4 separate regions of the Mus musculus genome follow, and all the other regions are linked to region 4. A link is a contact called in public HiCAR-type and promoter capture Hi-C data. All regions are on one chromosome and are shown on one strand. Each heading gives the region's core, a stretch centred on a gene start, on an enhancer-like site or on the middle of the called end of the contact. The rest is flanking DNA. Distances are from core to core; before and after follow the strand shown. Region 1 holds the start of Pclaf (PCNA clamp associated factor). Region 2 holds the start of Snx22 (sorting nexin 22). Region 3 holds the start of 2300009A05Rik (RIKEN cDNA 2300009A05 gene). Region 4 holds the start of Rab11a (RAB11A, member RAS oncogene family).

Evidence for each region. Promoter capture Hi-C pulls out the DNA fragments that hold promoters and counts their contacts. HiCAR-type assays count read pairs that join an accessible place to other places.
Region 1: a promoter capture Hi-C map of pre-B cells shows a contact between it and region 4, with 3 times the contacts expected there. The contact joins the promoter of Pclaf here to the promoter of Rab11a in region 4. A contact is called at or near these places in 2 of 39 promoter capture datasets (cranial neural crest and pre-B cells).
Region 2: a promoter capture Hi-C map of erythroid cells shows a contact between it and region 4, with 2.9 times the contacts expected there. The contact joins the promoter of Snx22 here to the promoter of Rab11a in region 4.
Region 3: a contact with region 4 is called in a HiCAR-type map of astrocytes, with 3 times the contacts expected there. The contact joins the promoter of 2300009A05Rik here to the promoter of Rab11a in region 4. A contact is called at or near these places in 4 of 39 promoter capture datasets (erythroid cells, liver and pre-B cells) and 1 of 115 datasets of contacts at active chromatin or transcription factors (astrocytes).

What each region holds. Positions count from the first base shown.
Region 1 is chr9:65,888,368-65,891,629 of GRCm38.p6, reverse strand. Pclaf (PCNA clamp associated factor) reads right to left here and starts at 1,307. Exons shown (of 4, transcript NM_026515.2): 1 at 1,156-1,307; 2 at 821-898. The coding sequence starts at 1,201. All of the region lies in intron 1 of Trip4 (thyroid hormone receptor interactor 4), which reads left to right.
Region 2 is chr9:66,068,480-66,071,641 of GRCm38.p6, reverse strand. It overlaps Snx22 (sorting nexin 22), which reads left to right and starts at 1,883. Exons shown (of 6, transcript NM_001379335.1): 1 at 1,883-2,036; 2 at 2,385-2,468; 3 at 2,852-2,956. The coding sequence starts at 1,962.
Region 3 is chr9:63,397,177-63,400,516 of GRCm38.p6, reverse strand. 2300009A05Rik (RIKEN cDNA 2300009A05 gene) reads left to right here and starts at 1,273. Exons shown (of 2, transcript NM_027090.1): 1 at 1,273-1,641. The coding sequence starts at 1,296. Gm16759 (a long non-coding RNA gene) reads right to left here and starts at 1,200. Exons shown (of 5, transcript XR_003948339.1): 1 at 1,065-1,200.
Region 4 is chr9:64,736,130-64,739,083 of GRCm38.p6, reverse strand. It overlaps Rab11a (RAB11A, member RAS oncogene family), which reads left to right and starts at 1,328. Exons shown (of 5, transcript NM_017382.5): 1 at 1,328-1,500. The coding sequence starts at 1,461. It overlaps n-TQctg9 (a tRNA gene), which reads right to left and starts at 1,038; the gene lies at 967-1,038.

The DNA of each region.
Region 1 (3,262 bases), core at 58-2,557, 1.2 Mb before region 4:
AGAAGTTGAAGGCCAGCTTTAGCTACGTAACAAGTTTGGGGCTACCCTGAATTACATGAGAACGTGTGTGTGTGTGTGTGTGTGTGTTATTCCAGCAGTGGGGAGATGGAGGGCAGAAGGATCTGGAGTTCAAAGGTGTTCTTTGTACATAAAAATGTTGAGGCCAGCCTGGGCTACATGAGACCTTGGAAGAAGGAAAAGGGAGGGAAGGAGGGAGAACAAAAGGGAGGAGAGAGTTAAAAAGGAAGGTCGGATAGGGGAAGAACTGGGGAGTAGAGGAGGAGGGAAAAGCAGAGACAAAAGCAAACCAATCTGGGGCAGTGTGGTTAGCTCAGCGGTAGGGTACTTGTTCAACATGGGCAAGGAAGGCCCAGGGTTCAGTTCCCAAAGATTGCATGCATGGTCAAACAGACACTCACATACATCCCCCAACCGGAAACGCGGTAGTACAGTCAATCATCACCATAAATCTAATGAGGAGACACTTAAGTAGCCTCCAAGAAAATAGTAACTGTTAACAATTTTTAAAACACCATTCAGAAAAGAAAAAAAAAAGTTTAAAAATATACTGCCCCTCACCACCAAGACATGAATTTTCCATTGGACCCTCACCCCCATCCAAGCCTGCTGAAAGACTAAGGCTCCCTTAGAGGGCGAGAAAGAAATTTAGGTGTGAGAATGTCAACGGAAACAAATTCCAGAGGAAGGAAACTAAGTAAAAATAAATCCACCGCGGGTCAGGACCACACAGGTTAGTACTGCCTTGCCCGGCCTGATGCTCTCGGGGTGTTACTTCAGAAGCTTCCACGACCCTTCCTACCTTTTCTCGACGAACTTGAAGAATTGGTGACAAAGGTGGAGGAGCCAAGCACCTTCCTAGGGGCTTGAGAAGCCACCGCTGCAGAGAGAGATAAATAGGGGCGTTCAGAAAAGGCAGGAGGGTTCGGATCCCCGAGCTTTGTTCTACAACAGTCCCAGGCCAGTAAAGAGGAGGGAGATGAACAGCAGCAAACGACCTTGCCTGTTCTCTGCAGCTTATTAGCAGTGAGGGCCGGGAGCCTGCCTTCTAGCTGCTCAATGGGAGGCAGCCATGGGCGTCTCCACCCCTGGACAGGCTGCCTAGGGAACCCCCTGCCACCTCGCTGCATCATTTACCTTTTCTGTAGGCTCCTGGAACGTAGTTTGCTTTGGTCCGCACCATGTTCACACAAGAAGAGACAACTTTCACCGTCACCCCAACTGCAGATGTCTCAATTAGAGAAGAACCCGAAAATGATGTTCCCGCCACCGTTTAAATGGGTCTCTTTCCCGCGCGCTCCAAGCGCTTGAGAACCTCGATTCTTATTGGTTCCGCGCCTTCACTCTGGACCAATTGACAGCGTCCAGCAGTGACAGCCTCGAGACTTAAGGTTTTGCTGGCCAGTCAGTCCATCAGCCCCAGTGGTCGTGATTTGTACCTCCCTGGTAGGCGGTGCTAGGACTCTGGGTGGGGGAAGAGGGGGGCACGAAGTATGGAGGTGAGGTAGATAGGTTGTGAACTAGCCAAAATAAAACCAAGTAGAGATAGGGATTGTAAAATTTCTTCAAAAGTTACCAGAGTTAAATCCATGATAATTAAACACTGAAAGTGAAAATTAAGTGGACTTTTCTATGTAAATCATAACTAAAGTTTAGTATCCTAAGGATGAACCCTACTGTGTTCTAAAACAACTTTCTGAGGCGGGAGAAAGGAAAACTCAATTTAGTTTATTTAGTTTACAGTGTTTTAAAAACCGTTTTCAGATCGCATGAGACAAAAAATTAGGACAAATTGTCCATACACATATAAAAATAAGTAAATAAAATTTAAAAAACATGGCCAAAGAATTTTTTAAATGCCAAATGTAAAAGGGTCACAGCACCAACCCACGTGAGGATAACCCTGCAAAAAAGAGATCATATTGTCTGACCCATATTTCAAATTACAATATTCCTAAGAATTTGTGTTTGTTCTGAATGCCATGCACGAAACAAAACCGTATGTGCTTGCTGCAGAATGCTGTCTGTTAATGCTTGTTTAAAAGATGACCCTTCAGCATGTTACAGAACTACTTTTCTGCAGTGAATTATGCTTGAACAGCAATGAAATCTATTCAGGGCCTTAACCAAATCAACAATTAATAGTATATTCAATTTAAAGATTTTAAAGCCAGGCCTACTGCACCTTGTAATCTCAGCCCTGAGGAGGCAGAGAGACTGGGAAATTGTGAGTTCCTTGCCAGTCTGGGCTAGATCACAATATTTTAGAAAAAAGAAAAAAATATAGAAAGGAAGAAAAGAAAAGGGGCACAGTAGTTGAGAGTATTGCTGCTTTTTCAGAGGAACCCAGTTCAATTCCTAGCACTAGCATGGCAGTTCATTCATGGCAGTAACCAAGCTCCAAGTGACTTGGCACCCTCACACAGACATGCAGGCAGGCAAAATGCCAATACACATAAAATTAAAATAAATCGTTTATTTAAAAAAAGAAAGGAAGGAAGGAAAGGAAAGAGCTAGACCGAAAAAACAGGAGCTGGAGAGGTAACTCAGCAGTTAAGAGAACTGGCTACTCTTCCAGGGACCCTGGAGTACACAGGTTCAATTCCTAGCACCTCCATATCAGCTCACAACTGTTTGTAACTCCAGCTCCAGGGGATCTGACACATTGACACAGACACACTCAGGCAAGATGGGAATCAATGCACATAAAATAAATCATCAAGAAAAAAGGAGCCAGGCTGTGGTGCAGGCCTTCAATCCCAACCCTCAGGAGGCAAAGGCAGGTGAATCAAGGCTGTCCTGGAACTCTACAGAATCAGCTCCAGGAAGGCAAAGGCTACACAAAGAAAAGAAAATGGAACAACCAAACAACTAGACAAACAACTCAAGTGAAAATAATGAAAAGGTTTAGGCAGTCATTAAATTAACATTATAATCTTAGCAATTGCCTGTAGTTTATCTTACTCTGGAGTGTTAAATTACTGCCAAATTCTCACATAAAATCAACAAGTCAATCAACAGACATTCCATTCTTGTCATTCACCCTCATGAAAATGAAGTGTTTCTTTTCAGTTTTTGTTTTTCTTTTTTAAAGATTTATTTATTTTATGTATGTGAGTACACTGTAGCTGTACAGATGGTTGCTGGGAATTGAATTCAGGGCCTCTCCTCACCCTGGTCAAACGACCCCACTCCTTCTATTTGCCCCTGCTCTCTCCAGCCCAAAAGACTTATCATTATATCT
Region 2 (3,162 bases), core at 634-3,133, 1.3 Mb before region 4:
CTTCTCTTCTCTTCTCTTCTCTTCTCTTCTCTTCTCTTCTCTTCTCTTCTCTTCTTCTTCTTCTTCTTCTTCTTCTTCTTCTTCTTCTCTCTCTCTCTCTCTCTCTCTCTCTCTCTCTCTCTCTCTCTGTCTCTGTCTTTCCCTGTGTGGGGGGAGTTATTAGAGTGGCTTACAGGCTGTGGCTCAGTTAGCCAACAATGACTGTCTATTAACAGAAAGCCCAGGAATCCGGTAGTTGTAGAGTCCACGAGGCTGGCTGTCTCAGCTGCTCTTTAGAGTGTGTTTGGATCCCAGTGCAGGCTGTAACACCAGTGAAGGAAAGCCTGAACAGCAGGATCTGCCCCTGACGGCGAGTGAAGGCAGGCAGCAAAGAAGCCAAAGTTTCTTTCTTCCCTGCGCTTCACAGAGGCTGCCCTGAGAAGGTGTGGCCCAGATTTAGGGTGGGTCTTCCTACCTCAAATGATCCTGCTGTTAACCAAAACTCCGGTTTGGTGGTCTTTTTTTTTTGTTTGTTTGTTTTGTCTTTTTAGTTAACTCTACCTGTAGCCATGTTGGCAATTCAGAATAACCATCACACATGACCCAGTTTGAGAACAGAACACTGGGCCATTGAGCACTTTACCTAGAGCCCAGTAAGGAGTGTGGGGCTGAGGTAGAAATGGAAGCCATTTCTGTGTTTACACATGAAGTGATCATTCTGTCTTGAAATCTTACTATAGCCAGGCAGGCACACATCTTTAATCCCAGTACTTGGGAGGCAGAGGCAGGCAGATCTCTGAGTTAGAGGCCAGCCTGGTTTAAAGATGGAGTTTCAGGACAGCAAGGGCTACACAGAGAAAACGTATCTACATATTTAGAAAAACCAAACCCAAACTAAGCAATGTGCCAAACAAAAATCCTACTACATTCTGAAGAAGACCAGCAGGGCGGATGAGAGCAGCTGGGGCCACCGCCTCTACACTCATTTTTGTTCCTCTTCTCTACACACATTTCTGTACCTACTTCTTATTATCTGTCCATCATCACCCATCCATCCCAGCTGAACAAGCCCATAAGGAAGCCACTATTGGGTCCTGGCTGAGTTGCTCAAGCTGACTTTGAATTCCTGGTTTCAAACAATTCTCTTGCCTCAGCCTCATAGATAAGTGGAACCCCTGGCCCGTGCCGCCCAGCTTCACTCAGTGTTTATACTTATGTTACCTGCTTTACAGCTGTGCAGAAACTCCACACAGTTCTTGATATCTAGGCCATTCGACTTTCAGTGCCAAGCCTGGGTTTTTAAACTGCCTCTTCCCCATACACTAGCTTGAAGCAAACTAGGCATGCTAAGGTAGGAAGGATGAATGGATGGACGGGTGGATGGAATAAATGAATGGTTTGTAGGTGCTCATCAAAGCTAGAATGGATCCCAGCCTCACCCCGGCACTACCTCAGTTGGAGTCTTCAGGTGGTGCTACCAGGGACCACATGAAAGAGGGAAGGTTGTGGTGGCTAGGTTCTCTAAGAACAAGGATGGTCCTAACCGGAAGCCCAGACCTGAAACCCACTGTGCCTTCCTCTGACACCTTAGCATCCAGGACATTCAACAAAGACCAGGTGAAATTTTAGAGAGACCAGGTAAAATGTACCTCGGCTGACTACCTGGGATACTAGGGAAATGTTTGACAAATGGGTGACCCTGCTGAAGGTTCCTTCCCTTGCATGGCGACCCATGGTGTTATCTTCTGGCCTCAGGACTTTAGTGAGCCAGGGAACACCCTGGGCGTGGCGAGGGCGGGCTCCCGTATCAGAGGGTGGAGCCTGGGGCTGAAAAATCCAGAGAGTGGGGCGGAGCCTACGGCCCGGGGGCAGGGCCTGGAGCCCGAGGGCGGGTCAGCCTCTTAGGGCTGCTTGGCTGCTCCAGGGAGTTCGGGTGCCCAAGCGCTCGATCCGGGAGAGGCTGCAGCCGGGTCGGGGCGCGGATGCTGGAAGTTCACATTCCCTCGGTGGGGCCCGAGGCCGAAGGGCCCAGGCAGAGTCCAGAGAAAGGCCACATGGTGAGCAAATGGACGAAGAGTGTGTGCGGGGATCTACCGATTATCTTCGCGATCAGCGCAAAAGGGACCCAGAATTCAGGGCTAGGACATTCGTCGCAAAGGTTCGGGGTTACTTGGCTTTGCCAGCCCCTTGGACAATGGTTTGGGCTCTTGAGGGGTCGCTTGGAGCAGAGGGGAGGGCCGGTTACCCTTTTCTTTCAGGTGTGTCTGGGGTTCGGAAGGGGTTTCCCTGATGGTGGCACGCCAAGTCGGCTTTGTGCCTTTCTAACACCAGAAATTGGGCGCGTCTCGCGGCGCGGGTCCTACTGCATCCTTTGGACCCGCCGTCTGCACTCCTCCGCCCGCCAGGTGTTCCAAGTGGAGGTGCTGTACAGCGGACGCAGACACACCGTGCCGCGGCGCTACAGCGAGTTCCACGCTCTACACAAGCGGGTGAGATGTCGCGGACTACCCACCGATTTGGCTCCAGGCCAGGTCCCTCGGTGGCATGAGAAAGAGCTCTGATCCCAGCTTCTGGTTGGTCACCCCCATTACTGTCCCAGCCCCCAGGAGGGTGCAGATCATAGGCGACTCCCCCTGGGCTGCAGGGCCCCTCGCGGGGAGGACGCAATGGCTAGAGCTCAGCTCAGACTGACCTTGTCCGTGTGCGTCCTTTCCACTCTCTGGCTTGTCACTTCTGTCCCAACCACCTCTTGCCAGCTGTCCCAGGTTGAAGCTTAAAGACAGACATATAGAGAGGACTGGAGAAAGTCCTCAGCTAGATGCAGTGGGCTTGAGTGCTTTGCTGGGAACTCACCTCTGTAACTGATGTACAGATCAAGAAACGGTACAAAGTGCCTGACTTTCCCTCAAAACGCCTGCCCAACTGGAGGACCAGAGGACTGGAACAGCGCCGGCAGGGATTAGAGACCTACATCCAGGTGTGCACGGGGTACACTTGGTTGCCCCTAAGTCTGAGGGACCAGGGGAGACCCAGTTAGAGATGTGGGAGTGTGTTGGGTCCCACAACTTGGGGTTGTTATTCAGTATCTCAGGCTCTTTATCCAAATGAGTACGAACTTTTCTATCTGGGTTATTGAAAGTTTTGAATAATCCAATGAGTAGATTCTTCACCCTTAGGGTGTTT
Region 3 (3,340 bases), core at 24-2,523, 1.3 Mb after region 4:
TAAAAATCGATATCTAATAGAGAATCTTATAAAGTTCAAACTATTTGCATGACTGCAAAACCCCCCTAAATATTTAACATATTTGTGGAATGAACTCAATGTTGACTAACCCAAAACTGGTGACTATAAAAACAAAAATGTTGCTGGAGAGATGGCTCAGTGGTTAAGAGCATTGGCTGCCCTTCCAGAGGACCTGAGTTCAATTCCCAGCTACCACATGGTGACTCACAACCATCTGTAATGGGATCTGATTTCCTCTTCTGGTGTGCATGAAAATGGAGCACTTGTATACACAAAATAAACAAATCTTCTTTAAACATCACACTATTCTACATCCTTCTTGAATTTTCAGCAAATAATTGTTATATAGTTCCAACACAGAGAATTACTTCATTTGCATATGGTACTTTCCAGAAACCTCATCCTATTTACTCATTCTCCCCACAAAAATTGAGGACATATAAGAGTAATGATACTTTAGACATGAGGTTGTATGCTAGCAGAAAGTCTGAGAAATGCTTCCCTTACACTTTCATGGGTAACTGAGATTGTTAAAGGTTGGTGACTGCCAATTCCGGTCCTAGTATTTACTGTGTTCTCAGGAGGGAAGTTTTTCTGAGCTTTAGGGCACTAAATGAGAAAACATAGGACTGCTTTTCGGGTTTTGGGGGTGGTGGTGCGGGGACAGGGAGGCAGTTGAGACTTGCTCTTCTATGTAGCCCAGGCTGGCCTCCACCTCCCCATCCTCACATCTCAGCCTTTTCAGGGCTGTGATTCCAGGCAAGCGCCACATCTGGCTTGGGACCCTATCTTGCACTATCTAGGTAGGATTCAGTCTGGACAGTGAACACGACTGTGAGGACATCTGCACATACGTGCAGTCTGAGGTCACCAAGCGTCCAGCCCGGGCAAAGGCCAGGCCTTGGTGTCAGCTCACTTTCCTGTGCACACCTCAAGCACCTCAGCATCCCTGAGGATTTCCCTGGAGCCCAGCGCCTGACAGCCAGACCGGGTTTGTCGCTGTGGAGGATTGTTTTAACATTGTCTCCCTGCTCCGAGGTTACCTGAGGCCAGAGGTGACAATTTTCCTGATCTGCGCAGTCGCTCCGCCCTCCCGTCCCGTCCTGTGCGCACGCGCCGCACCTCAAGGCGCTCTCACCCGCGCGCTGCCCGCTGGGTGTCCCCCGCCCTGGCCTAGGGTGGTGAGGGGAACACGCATGCGCACACTCGCCTGACCCCGCCCCCAGAGGCCCGGCCCCAGGGGCCCAGGGCCGGCTCCCCGGCGTGCCCCGGCCATGGAGGCCCTGCGGAGGGCCCACGAGGCTACGCTGCGGCTGCTGCTGTGCCGGCCCTGGGCCTCGGGCGCCGCCTCCCGCCCGAAGCCCCGCGCCTCGGAGGTGCTGACGCAGCACCTGCTGCAGCGGCGGCTGCCGCACTGGACTTCCTTCTGCGTGCCCTACAGTGCGGTCCACAACGACCAGTTCGGCCTGTCGCACTTCAATTGGCCGGTGCTGGGCGCCAACTACCACGTCCTGCGCACCGGCTGCTTCCCCTTCATCAAGTACCACTGCTCCAAGGCGCCCTGGCAGGACCTGGCCCCGCAGGACCGCTTCTTCACCGCGCTCAAGGTCATCAACCTGGGTGAGTGGCGGCGCCCTCGTCTGACCCAGGCACTCCTCCATCCCAGGGCGGCCGCTGGCCCACAAGCACGCTGCTCGCTCTCCAGGGCCGGCCCTTCGCATCCCCGGTGGGCTGCTTGCAGCACCCCTGAGGTCGTGCCCTGCCACTGTCCACCCGGGAGAACCCTGCCCAGGGCAGCGAGGAGTGAGTCCCGACAGTGGCTCCGAAGTTGCTTAGCAAGAGTCATTCCCGCGCTCATCACCAAGAGCCTTTGGAGGACAAAAAACTGGACGGACTTTTAAAGTTTCTTTGTCTTTCTGTGAAATCTCAGCAATTGTGTTTTGCTAAAAGCAGTAGGTTCTCTCCAGACATCATATTTTCTCAGGTGCTAGACTTAAAAGATGCTGTCTTTTAAGATCCTTTAGTATCTATATTCCTGAAGATAATCTAATTCTGACGGTCCTCCTGCTAGATGTGTGTGTTCTGTGGTCTAATGGCAGAAGAGTCAATATCACGGATTGTAGATGTGACAGCATTTTATAGATTAGGGAAAAATTCAAGTCCTCAAGATGTTTCGGACCTATTAATAGCTGCTAAAAAAAATATTAACTTAGATGTCAGTCACTCAAACTCTATACAAGGAAGCAGAACCAGTATAATCCAAATAGTTTTTTTTTAAATATTGCTGTCTAGGGATTTATTAACTTTTTTATTAGATTATTTTCTTTATTTACATTTCAAATGTTATCCCCTTTCCTAGTTTCCCCTCCGAAAATCCCCTATCCCCTTCACCCTCCCCCTCCAAATAGTTTTTTTTTTTTTTTCAATCCAAAATTAACACTAAACTCTGTGTAGCCGTACTAGTGTTACATATAGTCTGGTAGTTCATTCAATTTAATAAAGCATGGGCATTTCTGCTTATAATAACTCAAATAGCACTTACGGGATTTTTGAGCCATTGTCCCCCTGGAAAATCCAGGAAGGAGATTATACACCAATGTGTCTCATAACTTGTTTGATCCACTCTATACAGTGTATGTCAACTAATCCTGAGGTTGGTATGAAACTATGGGAAAAGCCAAAATGCTAACAAATTAGATTTGTGAAATGAGTTTATTTTATTATTTTCAGAATTGGCAGGAGTCATTCTTTTCCAAATACTGAGATATAGGTTAGGAAAACTAGTAGGCCAGGAGGAGAAATGGGATGAGGAACTGTGGGAGGGGGACCAGGAGGAGGGCAACAGCTAGACTGTAAAAAAATAAAATTAATAATAAAAGAAACCCTAGCAGGTCAAGCCATAGGTAAACTATATAGGCTGAATCCCTTATATAAAATGTCACAGGTTAAAATAAACATTTCCTTAAAGATACCTGTCATGACTAAGGGTTTATCTTTTAGCTGTAGGTCATTAAGACATCAAAAGAAGAAAAAAAAAAAACACTTCCCACACAGAAAAGTAAAACCTTTTCAGAAATACAACAGATGTAGGGTTTTTTGTTGTTGGTTCTTTCTTTGTTTTTTAATATAAAATAGTGATTTAACAGTGGGCTTTTAGAAAGTCTGTAAGTATAGCAGAGAAAGTGTTCCTGTATGCTGTGCTACAACTTGGCTTACTCTGAAACCCTTTTCTGGACTTTACTAAAAACCAATTTAGTAATTTTGGTTTTTATTTTTTGTCTGAAGTAAGAGAAATATGAATTAAGTAAGAGGATCCTAG
Region 4 (2,954 bases), core at 79-2,578:
ATATAGCTTAGAATCTATATTAAAAATCTCTTCTAATAAAGTCTGATTGTCTCACATATTGGTTCATCCTGAAATGTTTTGCTGCAGCAAAGTCAAGAATCAGTTTTTCTCCGAATCCAGGTCCCTAATAGATAAGGGAACTCCTCAGACTTGCTGGTGGCTGTCTGGAAGAACATCTCGTCCCTGCTGACAATCCTCCTTCCAACTTTGGAAAGACCTTAAGGACAACCCTGAGCTTATTCAGATAATAAAAAAATAACATCTCTGCTTAAGGTCAGTTGATTAGCAATTTGAATTCCATCTGTAGGCTGAATGACAAACATCTGTTTCCCAGGAATTATTAGATGACTATGCCTCTGTGTGGACGGAGGTGGAGGTGGGAAGGGGCAGAGGAGGACAGCAGGGCCAGCCTGAGCTATATTCTGGGGTACAGAGGGGGAGTGAAACCACCTCAAACAACAAGAACAAAATTATTAGGAGATGCTGTGGCAAATTTCTTGAGTCTTAACACTGATATTTGCTAACATGGGAATTGCCATTCTTCTTGTGTTAAAATTTATTTAATCGGGCTTAGCTCGAAGGCCAGAAAATAGGACTCAAGATCTTGAATCTTTATGAGAAAGGGTGGGCGAAGTTCTCTTAATGACATCTGGAGATAGTGCAATAGATTTGTGGAGAGATTGAGTGGGTGAGGAGTGCCTATCCTTAACTGAAGCTGAGGGTATAAAATTCCAGCAAAAGGAATCAAGTAACAAACTTTCTCCAAGGCTAAGAAAAACCAAAGAGTTCAATAGGTCTCCATGAAGATCAGATACTACTGAATTGACAAGATTGATTAGTGTAGTCTTCATAGGTAAAGGCTACCTGTGGTTCAATCCAAGAGCAGATATAACAAGGTTATTCTATTATTCAATATGAGCTAAAGAATACAATCAATATGAGTTAAAAGTATGAAGAAAAGGGAGCAGGTTCCACCGAGATTTGAACTCGGATCGCTGGATTCAGAGTCCAGAGTGCTAACCATTACACCATGGAACCAGCACGGAGGCAGCAGTGCCTTCGGGTCTCTAATGCTGACAAAACTCCGCCCCCAACCGGAAGCCAGATACTAAAAGATTTACACTTCGCTTCTCTGAATGATTGGGGAGAAGAACAAGCCAAAGGCTCCAAGGACCATTTTAGGATTGTTTTTCCTGTATGCCTTCCCAAAGCCGGGTGAGAATGTGGTGTCCACTCCTGCGCATTCCACCCTGCCTAGCTTATGGGCGGGGTGCCATCTCTCCGGAAGTACTTTCTGCGAGGGGCTGGGGCCTTCCGGAAGTGACGCATACAGGGCGGGGCTCGTCACCGGGTCCGGCAGCTGAAGCTCCTCGCTCGCTCGGGTTACCCCTGCAGCGACGCCCCCTGGTCCCGCCGCCGTTGCCACCGCCGCTCCCGCCCCTCAGCTCCTCGGCCGCGCCATGGGCACCCGCGACGACGAGTACGACTACCTCTTTAAAGGTGAGGCCGTGGGCCAGCGAGAGCCCATTTGGGGCCCGAGACACTCCCGGGGGACCCGCGCAGGGCCAGCCCTGCCCTGGTCGGAGTCCGCCTCGGCGCTTCCTTCCTGCCGCCCCGTCGGGGGTCCCGCCGCTCGTCCGGGTTCCCGCGCCCTTGGGAGGCCTGACGAGCCGCGGCGCCCCTCTCTGTATGTCCTCCCCGATGGCTGCGTCCCTCACGGCCGTGCAGTTCCTTCCCTGGGCGTCTCGAGCCCCTCCTCTTGGATGCTGCTGCTCGTCTCACGTCCCCCCTCTGACAGGCCCCTGCCTGGGCTGAGCACCCATATCGGGACACCCACTGGCTCGGGGGGCGGGGGTGTTGCTTTTTCTCTTTTCTGTTCGTTTCCCTTTTCTTCCCTTCCCTCCTCGTGAGCCTTTTCCTGGGCTTCGGCCAGATTCGCCCGTCCCCGGGCCCCCACCCCCATCCCCGCAGACCTCGAGGTCAGTACCCGCGGACTGTCCCCTCCCTCCCCACAGACGGGCAACTAATGTTTAGCACTCCGGAGCGACCTGGCTGGTGGGAGGGAGAGAAGGGGAGGGCAAGAGGGGCTGTCCATCACTCCTGGCGTTCATGCACTTGTCGCAGTGTCCAGGCAAGCAGATGACTTCCCACCTCGCGTTTTTCTTTTTTTTTTTTTTTCCCCCCCTTTTCATCTCTGTCCCTGCCTAGCTACAACCAGACCGGGATAACTCCTTTTACTTGGCTTTCGAGAAGGGGCTGCGGATGGGTGGTGGCTGTTATCCCTGCCAGACCTGAAGGCCCAGTTCCCGAACAGGAAAGGTTGTGCGCTGCACAAATACTAGCGAGCTTATCACTGTGGACTGGTTGCTTCCTGCTGCAATACTGGGAGGATCCGACAGGAAGGGAAGAACCCTGGTTGGTCACATACCTTTCCCAAACAGTGAGAGAGGGTTATAGTGCTAGCGTGCCCTTTTAGTGAAATCAAGAATTTATTACAGGATGGGGGGAAATGTGGAGCCGGTGGACAGAACAGGGAAGAATGTAAATAGAGACTTGCTTATGGGTTGAGTCCGCGAAGAAGCTGAAGTGAAAGGATACAGTTCTCAGTGACGAGAGAGTACAGTGAACGCTTTTTTTGTTCATGAATGCGCTCTCACTTTCGTAGCCTTGCTCTGCTCCTGAATTAGAAGGGCAGCCATCAGTAATTTGTTGAACAAAGATCATTGCCAGTGAGGAAGAAGCCCTTGCTTTTAAAGCTTTTCTGGGGAGGGTGGAGTTTCAAGAGTGTTAAGCATGGTGAGTGTTCCTGGCTTTGCCATTGGGTGCTAAGAGTGATTGGACTAAGTGAAGAAGCAGGAAACATTTCCAAATTCTTTACAAGTCTTGACATATTAGCTGCTAGTACACCCTTATCAAAAGTTACTCCGAATATTCTATTTATAGAGTAAGTACCT